Linked DNA regions of Hordeum vulgare: region 1 is linked to region 2. Evidence: chromatin contacts called from public Hi-C data. All regions are on one chromosome and are shown on one strand. Each heading gives the region's core, a stretch centred on a gene start, on an enhancer-like site or on the middle of the called end of the contact. The rest is flanking DNA. Distances are from core to core; before and after follow the strand shown. Region 1 holds the start of LOC123448734 (probable galacturonosyltransferase 7). Region 2 has its middle 30 kb from the start of LOC123448732.

Region 1 (7,087 bases), core at 3,661-6,160, 550 kb before region 2:
TTCCATAGTGATAGCCAAGCCCAGATAAAGTCAACCTCTCATCAAGGGGATATACAAGATTCTGGAAGGAAAGCAAGCTTATAGGTAAAGCTGCAGCTCGCAGTGAGGCCTCATCATCATTGTTACGGAACTGAAATAGAATAAGAGTACAAGTGATAATAAGCTAATCACTTCATGCAAGCTGGGCCCAAATCATGCATAGACTGAAAGTAAAGAGTTTAAGACAGTATCACAATTGCTCACTATATCAAGCACTGATGATAGCTGGAAATACTGGAACAAAACAAAATACTCCCTCCGTTCCTAAATATAAGTCTTTTTACAGATTGCACTAGTGGACTATATACGGATGTATATAGACATATTTTAGAATATAGATTCATTCATTTTGCTCCGTATGTAGACCACTAGTCAAATCTCTTAAAAGACTTATATTTAGGAACGGAGGGAGTACAAGGCATGCTTTAGAACTTAAAATAAAAGCGGGCTGGCAACAAACCAACCTTTTCCAGAAGTTGCAGGTAATTCTCTGTAACATTATACTCTCTCCATTTTTCCAAATTAATGACATTCAACCCAGACATCCATGCACATGAATGGGGATCGTACATTGCCTGGCCCAGAAGATTTCTTAGTTGGCCCAGTCTCAGGCCACAAAACTTGACAGCGGCATTCACCTTATCTCCCATATCAAGATTCCACAAGAAAGAGAGATCACGTTGAATAATGACATCATCATCCAACACAATCACCTTCTTTAAATCTTTAAATATTTCCGGAATAAAGAAATGTGAGTGACTAAACACTGATAAATACTCCATTCTAGATTTCTCGGTAGGTCGCTCAAAACTACTGATGAAAACACGGAATTCCTCAGGCATATACAACTGCTGCATGCTGAACTCTGGCAAATTCTCCAAAATAATATGCTCGTAGTTAATGACATTGACAGCTGATTCTCTGTAGGCATTTCTTGAAAACCAATGCTTCATTGCATAGAAATTTTGAGCATCGGTTAGTACATGAAAGACTACATTCCTGGTCTCCTGCAAAACACGAAAAAGAACATGAGCAATGCCAAACCCAGAAGATGTTCAATCAGAAAAAGAGTACAAGTTGCCTGCATACCTCAGAACTACTAACAGATGAGTTGATGACAACGGAAGCGGCAAGCACGTTTTTAGATAATATAACGTAGTGCCTATGATCTGGAATTTTAAACTTATGGACAGGAGAGTCATCTGAATCCAATGTAGTTGATTTAAAATATTCTACTGTCAACCTCATATTAAGACAATGATGACTTTTGGGCATCGTGTGAACACCAAGGTTGTACAAGTATGCACTCTGCTTCATATGAAAATGAGCTTCATCGTCCGTCATATGAAGTATCTGGCGAAGCTTTTTGTCAACGTTGTTACAATCCACAGTGCATGATTTGGCTCTTGCTATTGCTAGGTCCATCTTCTCTATCTTCTTTTTTATGCTGAAAGCACAGGTCAAGTGTTAGTAAGTAACAAACAATTAAATGCACAGTCGTGACTGGGTAGTACTTTCCCAGTCAAATATATCGATTATAAATTCAATGTGAACACTAAGAAAACATATACATGTAAGATGTGACAAAGCATAGGTAGAATTCACTAAAGTTGGATTTTCAGCCCCATGCACTGCATAAATGATCTGCCGTCATAATTTCAACATACAAGATGAAACATCAAATGCTAAAGGTGGCAAGAAGAATAACAAGCATGCAGAATAAATACTCACAAGGATGGTAGATCAGCATCAACAATGGATTCACTTAGAACCCTCTCATGTTCTTGGATATTCTGCTTCAAAACACGAGTCAGTGCCTCCTTTCCTTTAAGTTTGGCAATGCTCGGGTAGTAAGATCGAGCTACAAAGAGCTGATCTTTTAGCTTTTTTACAATGGCATCTTTCATAACTTCTTTGTGTTCAATGGACCAGAGACAGTAACTCCCGAATTCAAGTTGACAAGCCTTAGCCTTCTCCAATTCATCAGCACTTGGGACTCTGGGACGTCTCCTGTCGAAATCCTGGAATCAATATATTCTCTAAATCATCAGTACTTCTCTTAAAGAGTAACAAATTTACAGCTTGGGCTCAAGTAAGGGAAAGTAATTATACTCCCTCCGTCCGGAATTACTTGTCACAAAAATGGATGCAAATGGATGTATCTAGAACTAAAATACATCTAGATACATCCATTCCTACGACAAGTACTTCCGGACGGAGGGAGTATTTATTAATGGGAAAATTAAGTTATGCTTCAGAAGGTAAAGCACAACTCGTGTACAAAGAGAAACAGCAAAATAGGAGCCATCATACTTTTCTGGGTGGAACTGGAACTGGCACTGGCACTGGCTTCACTTGTTCAATTTTTGGTGGGGGGAGAACTGCATACAGTGCCAATTAGTGGGTCAGCATGACCAACTGAAACGTGAGTAAATCATGAGAAGAAAATCAGGTAGAGAAGATGCGCTACAAACGCATACATTGCTTGACCATAGAAAAAAATAATATATTGTTAATTATCATAACATCCTAGATAAAGACACCAGCATTTGTTCAGAAATACTCCCTCCGTTCCTAAATATAAGTCTTTTTAGAGATTCCACTAGGGACTACATACGGAGCAAAATGAGTGAATCTATACTCTAATGATGTCTTTATATTCAAGAACGGAGGGAGTATGTATTAATAGTTTATTTTAACATATAGGGGCAAAAAGGTGTGCACTGTACAACACATTATTGTACTTGAAATAAGTAACAGCAAAGATGGTGAGGTACTGAAGCAAATTGAGTAAAAGGCCAACTATTTTTCAGTGTCCAGGTAACTGGTTTCCTACAAAATTATACAATTTTTTCCTGCAACATTTCGAAATGAAATATATCCAAAAGTTCACTTACATGAATGGAATTTGGTGCATAATTGATTGTGGCATTCTCATATATTCAATTAAACTTTATGTAATAATGTTGCAGCCACTACTAACCTTTACCTATTGGTTCAGTGATAACTTCGGAAGGTTCAGCGTCAATTTGGCGATGCAATGCTATATTGCCCTTGGAATTCTCTCCGTGCACATCCTGAAAAAAAAAGAGTAAAGGATAACAAATCAAGGATTCAAATTACCCAAAGCTGTAACAGCACTCACTAGTAATCTATACAAAAATAATTCATGTAACAGAATTTATTTACTGATTCTATAGCATATACTTTTCACAGCCTTCATAGTTCATAATCATGAATAAAGAGACTAGGGTGGAGAGATAAAATATACTAGTACTACTTCAATATATCACTTTGTTTGGCGTCCCTATGGGGTGGTTTCTAGCTGTTTGAATTGGTGGCTTGGATTATTTCTGTATGCATTCTTCATATTGTCCTATTCGGTCCAAGAGAGGTGGCACAGAAGAAGACAATGGTGAGAAGTGCACCAAGTTTTCTTTAAGCTGACAATAAAACCACACTGTCCAACTCGATTTGGTCTGCTTCAAGTAACCCCATATACTTCAGGGATACAATCAGTCAATAAAATTTTCTTTGATTTTTTCATGTAAGAGCTTATGCACAATTTCCTTTCTAGCATAGCTTGCAAACCTAGAAATTGATATGAATAATCTTTCTAGCATGGGCCTAAACTAGCTAGTATTTGGGGGGGTAACGCTACTCCAGCTGGTAACCTCAAAGCTTATGGTGTACTGTATCTTTTAGTTTGTAGGTATCACTAGTATTAAGTTTCATGACATTAAAAGCGGAGAACAAACAGTGGCTAAAACCAAACACTAGAAGTGTCAGAACAAAATACACACAGCGTTCCGTGGAATGATCATGTCAACATCCACCAAGCTAACAATCTAGGTGCGGTTATACGAGCTCATCACTATCAGTACATAAGAAAAAAATGTAAAGTGACTAACCTGTGTCTTTGGGTTCACCACATCTCTACCACCCTGCCGCGTCACTTCATGTACACTGTCTCTTTCCACTCCTAAGCGATCGAATGAAGGCAGCAAATTAACCTCCTAAATCCAGCACAAATGAACGCGTGGTAGCACGAATCAGTCATATTATTCCAACCCATCACCATTTTCATAAAAGACAATCCATCAACACTCACGCATATAATTTTGTTAGAAAAAACAAAAGAGAAAGTTACCTGTTGGGGGCGCTCATCCGTCACATACACTGCAACAAACAACGAAACCAATCAGAAAATTGGTCTCAAATAAGAAGGACAAAAAACACCAAAATCCCGCACTAAACGACAATTAACGAAACAACACTCCCGGAACAGATCCGCCGGGAATGGCGCCGATCCGATCGAGGAAGCCGCGGCGCCACCCGCATTACCGAAATCCGGGCGGGAACAAGAGGGACGGGAAGCACTCACCGGCGGGGAAGCGGTTGAAAAGGAAGGCGATCGGTACGAGCAGCGAGCAGAAGACGAGCGCCAGCACGGCCAGTCGCGGGCCCCTCCGCCTCTTCGCCGGCGGCGCCGTCGCCTTCATAACCTCCTCCCCCTTCCCAAGACCCTAATCTCCACCGCCGCCGTCGCCGCCGCGTGGTCCTCTACTGATCATACCACCACCGCCACCGCCGCGACGGGGCAGGGGCAGGGGCAGGGGCAGGGAAGCGCCGCGCAGATGAATGCCTCCCGATTGGGGCAATGGCACGGGGACCCCAATGGCGCCGGCGCGATCGGTGCGTGGCGATTTGCGAGTCGCGGCGCCGGACGCTCGGATTGGTTAGTGTGCGCGAGAAGACAGGGGAGGGAGCGGAGGACGTCGCAGGGAGAAAGAGAAAGAGAAAGAGGATTGTTTGTTTGGAGGGCAAGAGGAGAAGTGTGCGAGGGGTGTCAAGGAATAATGGCGTGCCCTTTTGCCTCGGCTGCGTCTCGTTTTCAACCTTTTCCTTTTATTTGGGTTTTCTGCCTTGGAGAGATTTTTTTTGGAGTTACTTCGATTTGCTGTGCTGTTTGTTAAAACTTCCCTTAGGCCCGTTTGGTACCAGCGGATCGAGAGGGTTTTCTCAAGGATTAACCCTCATCGGATCCACAAACTTTGCTAATCCTGTTAAAACTTTTCTTAGGCCTGTTTGGTACGAGCAGATCGACACGGCTTCTCGAGGATTAACCCCATCGGGCCCAGAAACTTCACTAATCCTCGTTCCTGTTTGTTTTGCAGGGTTTGTGCAGCCCAATCCCTTCGACCCCTTTCGTTCATCTCCTATCCATACGGCTCGCGAGCCTCGAGGGCACCTGCGCGAAACGAAAAGGGCGAGACGCATGAGACAAAGTGTCGTCACATCGTCACCGAGAAGACGAGCCCACCCGTCGGGTCTTCAATATCCCGCCGCCGCCACGCCGAGAGGAGAAGCCCCGTCGTCGCCACCGAGAGAAGGAGCCCCGTCGTTGCCAACGAGAGGAGGTGCCTCTCCGTCGGATCTTGAACGCCCCGTTGCCGCCAGAGCGTCGACGTCCCCCTCCGCTGATTCTTCCCGAGGTGATTCATCCCCTCTTCTCCACCACTACATCCTTTTGCAGCAGTTCGATGCGTTCATCACAGGAGCACCAGTACTTTGGTTTGGTGTGAAACTTAACTCGTCTAGTTATTGTCGTTGAGCTAGTAGATTATGTATGATTAACCCATCCATCCCTATTGGTAGGTTGTGCTCTTGACCAATTGTTGGTAGAACCACCTCACTTCCTAGTCTAAGGTGGTGGTTGTTTAGATGCGTGCATGAGAAACATCTGAAAACCATCTCACTCAATTGTTGCTCTGTATTGTATGATGATGTTTCTTTTGTAATTTTCAGTCGTCCACTCTTAGTCATGAGTTAAGCTTAGTGGATTGTGATTTTCAGGACATCTTGCTTGGTGCCATATATACATAGTTTAGTTTTAGTGAATGTCCTGTGGAAGAGATGGCTCACTTCTCTAAAAGTTTATATGTGTCATCTAGCCTAGTCTGCTAGTAGTATCTTCTATGCATTCATTATTTAATTCACCACACTTAGATTACAATACAATATAAATTTTTGTTAAACAACTAAGGAGGAAAATTTTGTTTGTAGTTTCTCATTACTTAAGAAGTCGATCGTAGTTTAATTTGTTAAACAATAAGTAATAAAATTCTCCAATCTCATTATTCAATTCTGTTTGGCAGTGGAGCTAGCTTCTTATGCATCTATCTTTTCATATAGCTAGCTAGCTAACTTGCTCCATTTCCATTGAACATCTCTCTTCTCATGCATCTAATTCTGTTTGACAGTAAATGTTGGCTAAATTAAATATATAGCTTTCTAGTAGTAACTGAAAGGGTCGATATGGTTGACTAGTGGGGTGAATAGGTGTTAGAGCATATTTCTTCATATGTGGTTTTGGTAATTGATGACAATTCATATGGACTAATGGTTGCCTTAAGTTATACTCGAAGGATTTGTCCATAGGCACTTCTTGAAGTCCATTCGTTGGTTTCAAGGAGTTTATATGATGACCAAGGTGGTATTCGAAGTATTATCCAAAGATTGGTCATAAATACACAAGGTTGATCAAGACTAAGCAGAGAGTAAATCAAGATGATCAACACACAGAGCGTACAGGATGTACCGAGAAGGATCAAGTGATCCCATGGTATGGTAAGCATTGTCCATAACGCTTTTATGTATTAACCCATGTCTTCGTGAGAGTTCTATGTGGGGTTAGGTGTGTTTCCATGGGTTTGTGTCAAGAGGAAGATCTCATTCAACCTATGAAGAATGACATCAAGTGGTGATCGTCATCAAGATTGCGGTGTGCAAGTTCAAGTGGAGCATCACGAAGATATCATGCTTGAAGTTTGCCGTCCATTGTGGTGGCAATGGACTTGTGAAGAATGTGCTGAAGAGTGGCTCACCCATAGTGAGTATGGGGAGCAATCAAGAAAGGTGGTCCATCTTGAGGAAGCCAAGATCGTCATCATCTAGCTCAAGAGGACTAGGTGCAAGGTATAGATTTGTCCTTTTTAGGTTTTTCTATTGGAGGATAGTTTGTCGTACTGTCAAGGGGGCTCTCAAG
Region 2 (6,879 bases), core at 1,768-4,267:
AGGAAAATTAAAAAAACTTCCGGGTACATTCTTTAGAGGAAACTATGTTGACATGTTTTTGGACGCCAATAAATAGCGACGGTTCACTTACACGCAACTCGACAAACCGGCGCACACACACGTGTGTCCTGAACTGGGCCCATTTACTTTTTTTCTCTATTTTTAAATTTTCAAAAAATGATTTGGGAATTCAGATTCGAATAACAAACCTCGTTGTTTCCTTCCAACCATAGTAACGAACCGGGCAACTCAAATGTTGTGGCATGTGCAAATGGTGCTATCTTAAGAGTATCACACATAATAAATGTTGAGATGGAGGAAAGAGAAATAATAAAAAAATTGTCTTCTCTTATTTAAAAGATAATCTCTTAACACAATATATGTCATTATGTTTAAAAAAATATCTAGTTATTAAAGATAATGCTCATAGATAATTCAATGTAGACATGTTGTGTTGTCATCTCTAAACTATATGCATGCAAGACTTAAGATAAAATTGTTTTATCAATTATTATACATATTTTATTTTTTCCTTCTTCTGCACCTCTAGACCATGTTTTTCGTGGTTTTGTTTGGCAGTTTTCCTCTATTGTTTTTTTCTCTTCGTTTCTCTTTTCACTATTTATTTTCTTTTTAAAATTTGTCAACTTCTATTAAAATCATGAACACCTTTTCAAAATTCATAAATACTTTTCAAATTCGTCAATTCTTCAAAATCTATGAACAATTTTATAATATGTGATTTTTTGTTTCAAAACCGATGAACTTTTTTCGAAATATCTCGTATCTTTTTAACTTCGCAAAGTTTTTTTCAAAAGGCCATGAACTTTTTTAGTTTTCAAGTTTTTTAAATGGCATGAACTTTTCAAAAATGGAAATTTTATGAAATTCATGAATTTTTTCAAATTCATTGACTTTCAAAATCAGTAAATAAGTAGATTCACAATCTTTTTTCATGTCCGTGAACCTTTTTTAAATTCACAAACTTTTATTCAAATTCATGATCTCTTTTTCTAAATTTGTGAACCATTTCAAATTCACACACTGTATATGATATTTTTAATGAATAATACAGTAAAAAAAAAGTGAAACGTTTCCCTTCGGCACGCTGACAGAAGCAACACGCCGGTCGCTCGCTGTCCACGCGCCTCGCGCGCGGCCCGCGCCTATGGCCATGCAACATTTTTCCTTGTGGTGATCGTTTAAATTTACTACAATTGGTGTCCAAATTTGCTACATTTGTCCACTAAAAAAGTTGCATATACGTTTGGTTGCAACCTCAGTTCGTCGGATTTGTTGCTACAACCGGTGTTTTTTCCTATAACCGTGTTCATTTTTGCTACAACCGGTATCATTTTTTGCTGCAAGCGTTCACTAAAAAATTGCATAAACGTTCGTCAGACTTGCAACCCGAGTTCACCGGATTGTTTTGCTACCACCCGTATTTTTGTTTTGCTAGCACGCATCATCAGTTTTTTTTATGACCACGTTGATTTATTTATTTTTGCTACAACTATATTTTTGTTGCAACCATGGATAAAAATTGCTACATCGTAAACGAAATTTGTTGCATCGGAAAATTTTGCTGCATGAAAATCTAACGGTACGGCCCACGTATAGCTGAGGGATCAAGCGGTGTCCGACGCGCCGGCGCAAAGCACTGTCCCAAAAGAAAACATAACAAAAAGGCAAACCAGTAAAGAAAAAAGGATAGCGAGCCTAGGACACTTGCGAGCGTGCAACTATCGGCCTGTGTCGAGTCACGCCAATTGACCAACGCGTGAGTGATACGGAAGGCAGACGACGACAATTTATCGCCCTAAGCGATCCGACTAACACCTATCGTTGAAGAGTTTTATCCTTCCACATCATATCGGGCCGGTCCATTCACATGCGATAAATAGTTGCAAAAAAGAAGAAATATATATGAAGAAAGGATCGAACCTAGGTATTTAGGGGAGCTCCTATACGGCGCTGCACGCGCCGGTTCGCGCTTCTGGCGCCTGCAGCGCCCCCCTGGGCCGGCCCATAAAACATCTCCTAACGTCCCATTGCATGGTCTGAAAAACAATCATTGATATTTTTAAACGTAAATTACAAAATGTGTATTAATATTGTATTGAATTAAAAAGCATTGAATCAAATTTGCAAAAAGTTCAATGATTATGCAAAAATATTCACAGATATTTAGAATATATTCATAGATCTTAAAAAAAATACAAAATTCGAAAAAAATCGTTAATTCTGGAAAAACAATTCATAAATTTTTAAAAATAGTTCATTAATTTTGGAAAAAGTTCACGAATTTTAAAATATGTTCACCAATTTTGGAAAAAAAAATCACTAATTTCGAAAAAAAATCATAAATTTTTAAAAATGATTCACTGAATTTGATAAGAGTTCACAAATTTAAAATATGTTCACCGATTTTCAAAAAAAGTTTATAAACTTGCGAAAATAGTTCATTGATTTTGATAAAAATTCATAAATTTTAAAATATGTTCACGATTTTTGGAAAAAGTTCACCGATATCAGCAAAAAAGTTCATAATTTTAGAAAAACAATTAAATATTTTACAAAAAGTTCACTAATTTTAAAATATGTTCGTTAAATTTAAAAAAAGTGCACATATGTTAAAAAAAATCAGCAAATTTTAAAAGGAGTTCATCGAATTTAAAAAGAAAAAGAACAAAAAACAAAAAATTGTTCCAAATAAAGAAAAACAAATCAAATAGTAAAAAACAGAACAAAACCATTCCGCATAAAAAAAGAAAGACGATAAAAGAAGATGAAAAGAAATGGAAAAAAGAAAAAGGCGCGCTAGAAGAAAAAATGGAAGAAGAAGTAGTAGAACAACTAATTGTCAATGGTGTGATGGTTGCTGCGTCGAGGGAATCTCGGAAAGATCTCAGATCGAATTCTCGTCGCCCCTCAGTTTTTACGACCTAAAACAGATAATATGGGCCGGGCCGAGCCCAGCTCACGCGGCTGCAGGCGCCTGTTAGAAAAATTGCACTAGAACCGGCGCCTGCAGCGCCAAATAGGGTTTGCCGGTATTTGGATAGGAAGCAAAACCGTGCTAACGACTCCAACCAAGGTCCTTTCATGATAAAAACTAGAGGCCCGTATTACTTGAGGCTACTCCAAGCTTTTTATTTAGGGATTTTTCCTTTTTTTTTAGTTTGTTTCTTTTATTTTTATTTTTTCTTTTTTATTTCATTATTTTTCCCTTTTTATTATATTTTTATTTCTTTACTCTATTTTTTTGTTTACTTTTCTCTTTTCTTCGCCATTTGTTTTTGTTTTCTTTATTTTCCATTTTTTTATCTTATGTTTCTTTTCGTTTACATACTACATCTTTGTATATGTCAAAAATATGTTTTAATAAGTGATCAGCATTTTTTGTGGATACATGTTCAACATTTTCTGGGCGCTTATTCAACATTTTCTTAAATACTTGTTCAACATTTAAATACTTATTTAACATTTTTTAAATTCATATTCAACATTTTTTAAATAGTCACTCAACACATTTTATACTTACCCAAAATTTTGCAAATACTTGTTCAACATTTTTAATACTTATTCAACATTTTCAAATACTTGTTCAACGTTTATAATACTTATACAACATTTCAAATACTTGTTAACCATTTTTAATATGTATTCAACATTTTAAAATACTAGTTCAACATTATTTAAATACTAGTTCAATATTTTTATATACGTGACCTGGATTTTTCAAATACTTATTCAACATTATTCAAATACTAGTTCAATATTTTTATATATGTGACCTACATTTTTTCAAATACTTGTTCAACATTTTTATATACATGATCTACATTTTTTTAAATACTTTAAAAAAATATACAATACTCGTTCAACAATTTTTAAATACTTGTTCAACATTGTTTTTCTAATGCTTGATTAATATTTTTATATACGAGACAGACATTTTTGAAAATACTTCTTCAACAATTTTCAAATACCTATTCAACAGTTTTTAAATACTTGTTCAACATTTTTCAAATGTTTCAGTAGAGTGTTTTTCATAATATATACATTTAAAATATTTAAATGTATGAACAAAAGTAATAAATAATAAATAAATAAAGGAGGTTGTGGCCTCTCGTGATGGTAGGCTGCCCCATGTGGATCCCCTTTCAATGAGGGATTTCTCCCCTCGCGTTGAAGGTGAGACATAAGAGACACCTAGAAGATAAGTGGTGTTATATGCGCCAAACAGAAGGTCTTAGCACAAATCCCCTCTCGACATCACGAGTGATCTTTGAGATCGAGCCTCTATTTGGACCACAAAAGGCCTAATTTTCACTAAACACAACACTGTAAACATAAAAAAAGCAAGTCAGATTATAAAACACACACATGAATTTACCATGGTACAAAACTAATAACATATGAAAAGTTTAAAATATTTTTTTCCACAAAATTAAAACACCCACCTCGCAACTTGTTGCAAGAATTTCAGCTTCTTGTAAGAATCATATTCAAGAAAAAAATATCTACATAGTAGCCATGGAAACTTTTCACAAAACATTCTAACAAAAATGGTGTGGGTTAAAATTTGCCTTGGGAAACTATTTTCAAAAACTTTGTTGTGTGTACAAAAAAGAAAAAAAATGAAAATATTGCCATGGAAACATATGGGATATTCGCCATAAACCTTTTTTTCTTTATTTTTGCCATGGACCAATACAAAATGCCATGTGAGAGTACAAACAAAATTGTAATGTTTGCCACTAATAGCATTGCCAATTAGATAACACACCTCGGCGACGCTTCCAAGGAGGGAACCGACACCCACGGGCGCGGGCGCCGCCAGCTCCGACCAAAGACGAGCACGATTTTCATCCGAACCGCCGCGCACCTCCCACCTTGATGACGAGTTGATGTATATACTTCTCGCCCCTTGTTGGTTACCATAAGTGAAAGGTGGAGATGTAGTTAGCAACAGATTTTCCTTACACAAAGACTGTAAAGTTTATCGAACCAAGAGGACTCTTAGGCTCAACAAGTAGGTGTCTTCCATCCTGGTCAGCAGAAGACGTGGACCTGCACACACAACAAATAACTTTGCTCCCGACGAGTACAGAGAGGTTCTCAATCTCTCTGGCCTTGTAGTTTGCAAAGGATCAAAACACAAGCGGGAAAGTAATAGTGATTGCAACGGAAAAGAAAATGAAAGCGGTAAATGATGGAGGTGTAAACAATGATGGTGATATGGACCGGAGTCACATGATGTTCATGTTGGAAATATGCCCTAGAGGCAATGATAAATAGTCATTATTATATTTCCTGTTTAAACATAACCGTTTATTATCCATGCTATAATTGTATTGAATGAAAACATAAATACATGTGTGGATACATAGACAAAACAATGTCCCTAGCAAGCCTCTAGTTGGCTGGCCAGTTGATCAAGGATAGTCAAGGTTTTCTGACTATGTGCAAAGTGTTGTTGCTTGATAACTGGATCACATCATTAAGAGAATCATGTGATGGACTAGACCCAAACTATGAACATACCATATTGATCATGTCATTTTATTGCTATTGTTTTCTGCGTGTCAAGTATTTATTCCTATGACCATGAGATCATATAACTCACTGGCACCAGAGGAATACCTTGTGTGCATCCAACGTCACAACGTAACTGGGTGACTATAAAGGTGTTCTACAGGTATCTCCAAAGGTGTCCGTTGAGTTAGTATGGATCAAGACTGGGATTTGTCACTCTGTGTGACGGAGAGGTATCTCGGGGACCACTCGGTAATACGCCATCACACACAAGCCTTGCAAGCAATGTGACTAAGTGTAAGTCACGAGATCTTGTCTTACGAAACGAGTAAAGAGACTTGTTGGTAACGAGATTGAAATAGGTATGTGGATACTGACGATCGAATCTCGGGCAAATAATATACCGAAGGACAAAGGGAATGACATACGGGATTATATGGATCCTTGACACTGAGGTTCAACCGATAAGATCTTCGGAGAATATGTAGGATCCAATATGGGCATCCAGGTCATATTTACCGAGGAGTGCCTCGGGGCATGTCTACATTGTTCTCGAACCCGCAGGGTCTGCACACTTAAGGTTCGATGATGTTTTAGTATAGTTGATTTATATGTGTGGTTACCGAATGTTGTTTCGAGTCCGGGATGAGATCACGGACGTCACGAGGGTTTCGGAATGGTCCAGAAACGAAGATTGATATGTAGGATGGTTTCATTTGGTCACCAGAAAGTTCCAGGCAATTCCGGCAGTGTACGGGGAGTGACGAATGGGTTCCGGAAGTTCACTGGGAGGGCCCCACCCACCCGGGAGTAAGCCCAAGGCACTAGGGTGGCGCCACAAGTCCCTAGTGGACTAGTGGAGTCATCCCAAGGGTCCCATGGCGCCACATAACGAAATACCAAAAGAAAAGAAAAGGAAAAAGGAAAAAGGAAAAATGGGAGGTGGGAAGGAAGGGGAGGACTCCTCCTTCCCCAAACTGAATTGGAGGAGGAGTCCTCCTCCTCCTAGCGCCGGCACACCCCTTGAGGGCTTGGCCTTCAAGGCAAGCCCCTCCCCCTCCCTCCTATATATAGTGGTGTTTTAGGGCTGATTTGAGACAACTTTTGCCACGTGCAACTCAACCCTAGACCACATAGTTCTACCTCTAGATCATATTTCTGCGGAGCTCGGGCAGAGCCCTGCAGGAGTAGATCATCACCACCACCAGAGCACCGTCACGCTGCCGAAAAACTCATCTACTTCTCCGTCTTGCTTGTTGGATCAAGAAGACCGAGATCATCATCGATTTGTACGTGTGCTGAACGCGGAGGTGCCGTCCGTTCGACACTAGATCGGAA

What was found. A called contact is a pair of places that touch in the nucleus more often than the background predicts.
Region 1: a contact with region 2 is called in a Hi-C map of leaf, with 3 times the contacts expected there. The contact joins the promoter of LOC123448734 here to the enhancer-like site in region 2. A contact is called at or near these places in 2 of 6 Hi-C or Micro-C datasets (leaf and seedling).

Annotation. Positions count from the first base shown.
Region 1 is chr4H:401,086,039-401,093,125 of MorexV3_pseudomolecules_assembly, reverse strand. LOC123448734 (probable galacturonosyltransferase 7) reads right to left here and starts at 4,910. Exons shown (of 9, transcript XM_045125724.1): 1 at 4,424-4,910; 2 at 4,190-4,218; 3 at 3,951-4,055; 4 at 3,029-3,116; 5 at 2,353-2,420; 6 at 1,771-2,060; 7 at 1,129-1,486; 8 at 504-1,046; 9 at 1-130. The coding sequence starts at 4,541.
Region 2 is chr4H:400,538,324-400,545,202 of MorexV3_pseudomolecules_assembly, reverse strand. No RefSeq gene overlaps it. Among protein-coding and RNA genes, the nearest start is that of LOC123448732, 30 kb to the right of the region's middle. Within about 2 kb of position 3,017, at least 2 of the 3 cell types and tissues checked have open chromatin away from gene starts, as enhancers often do. A contact at or near this core is called in leaf, where this site is marked.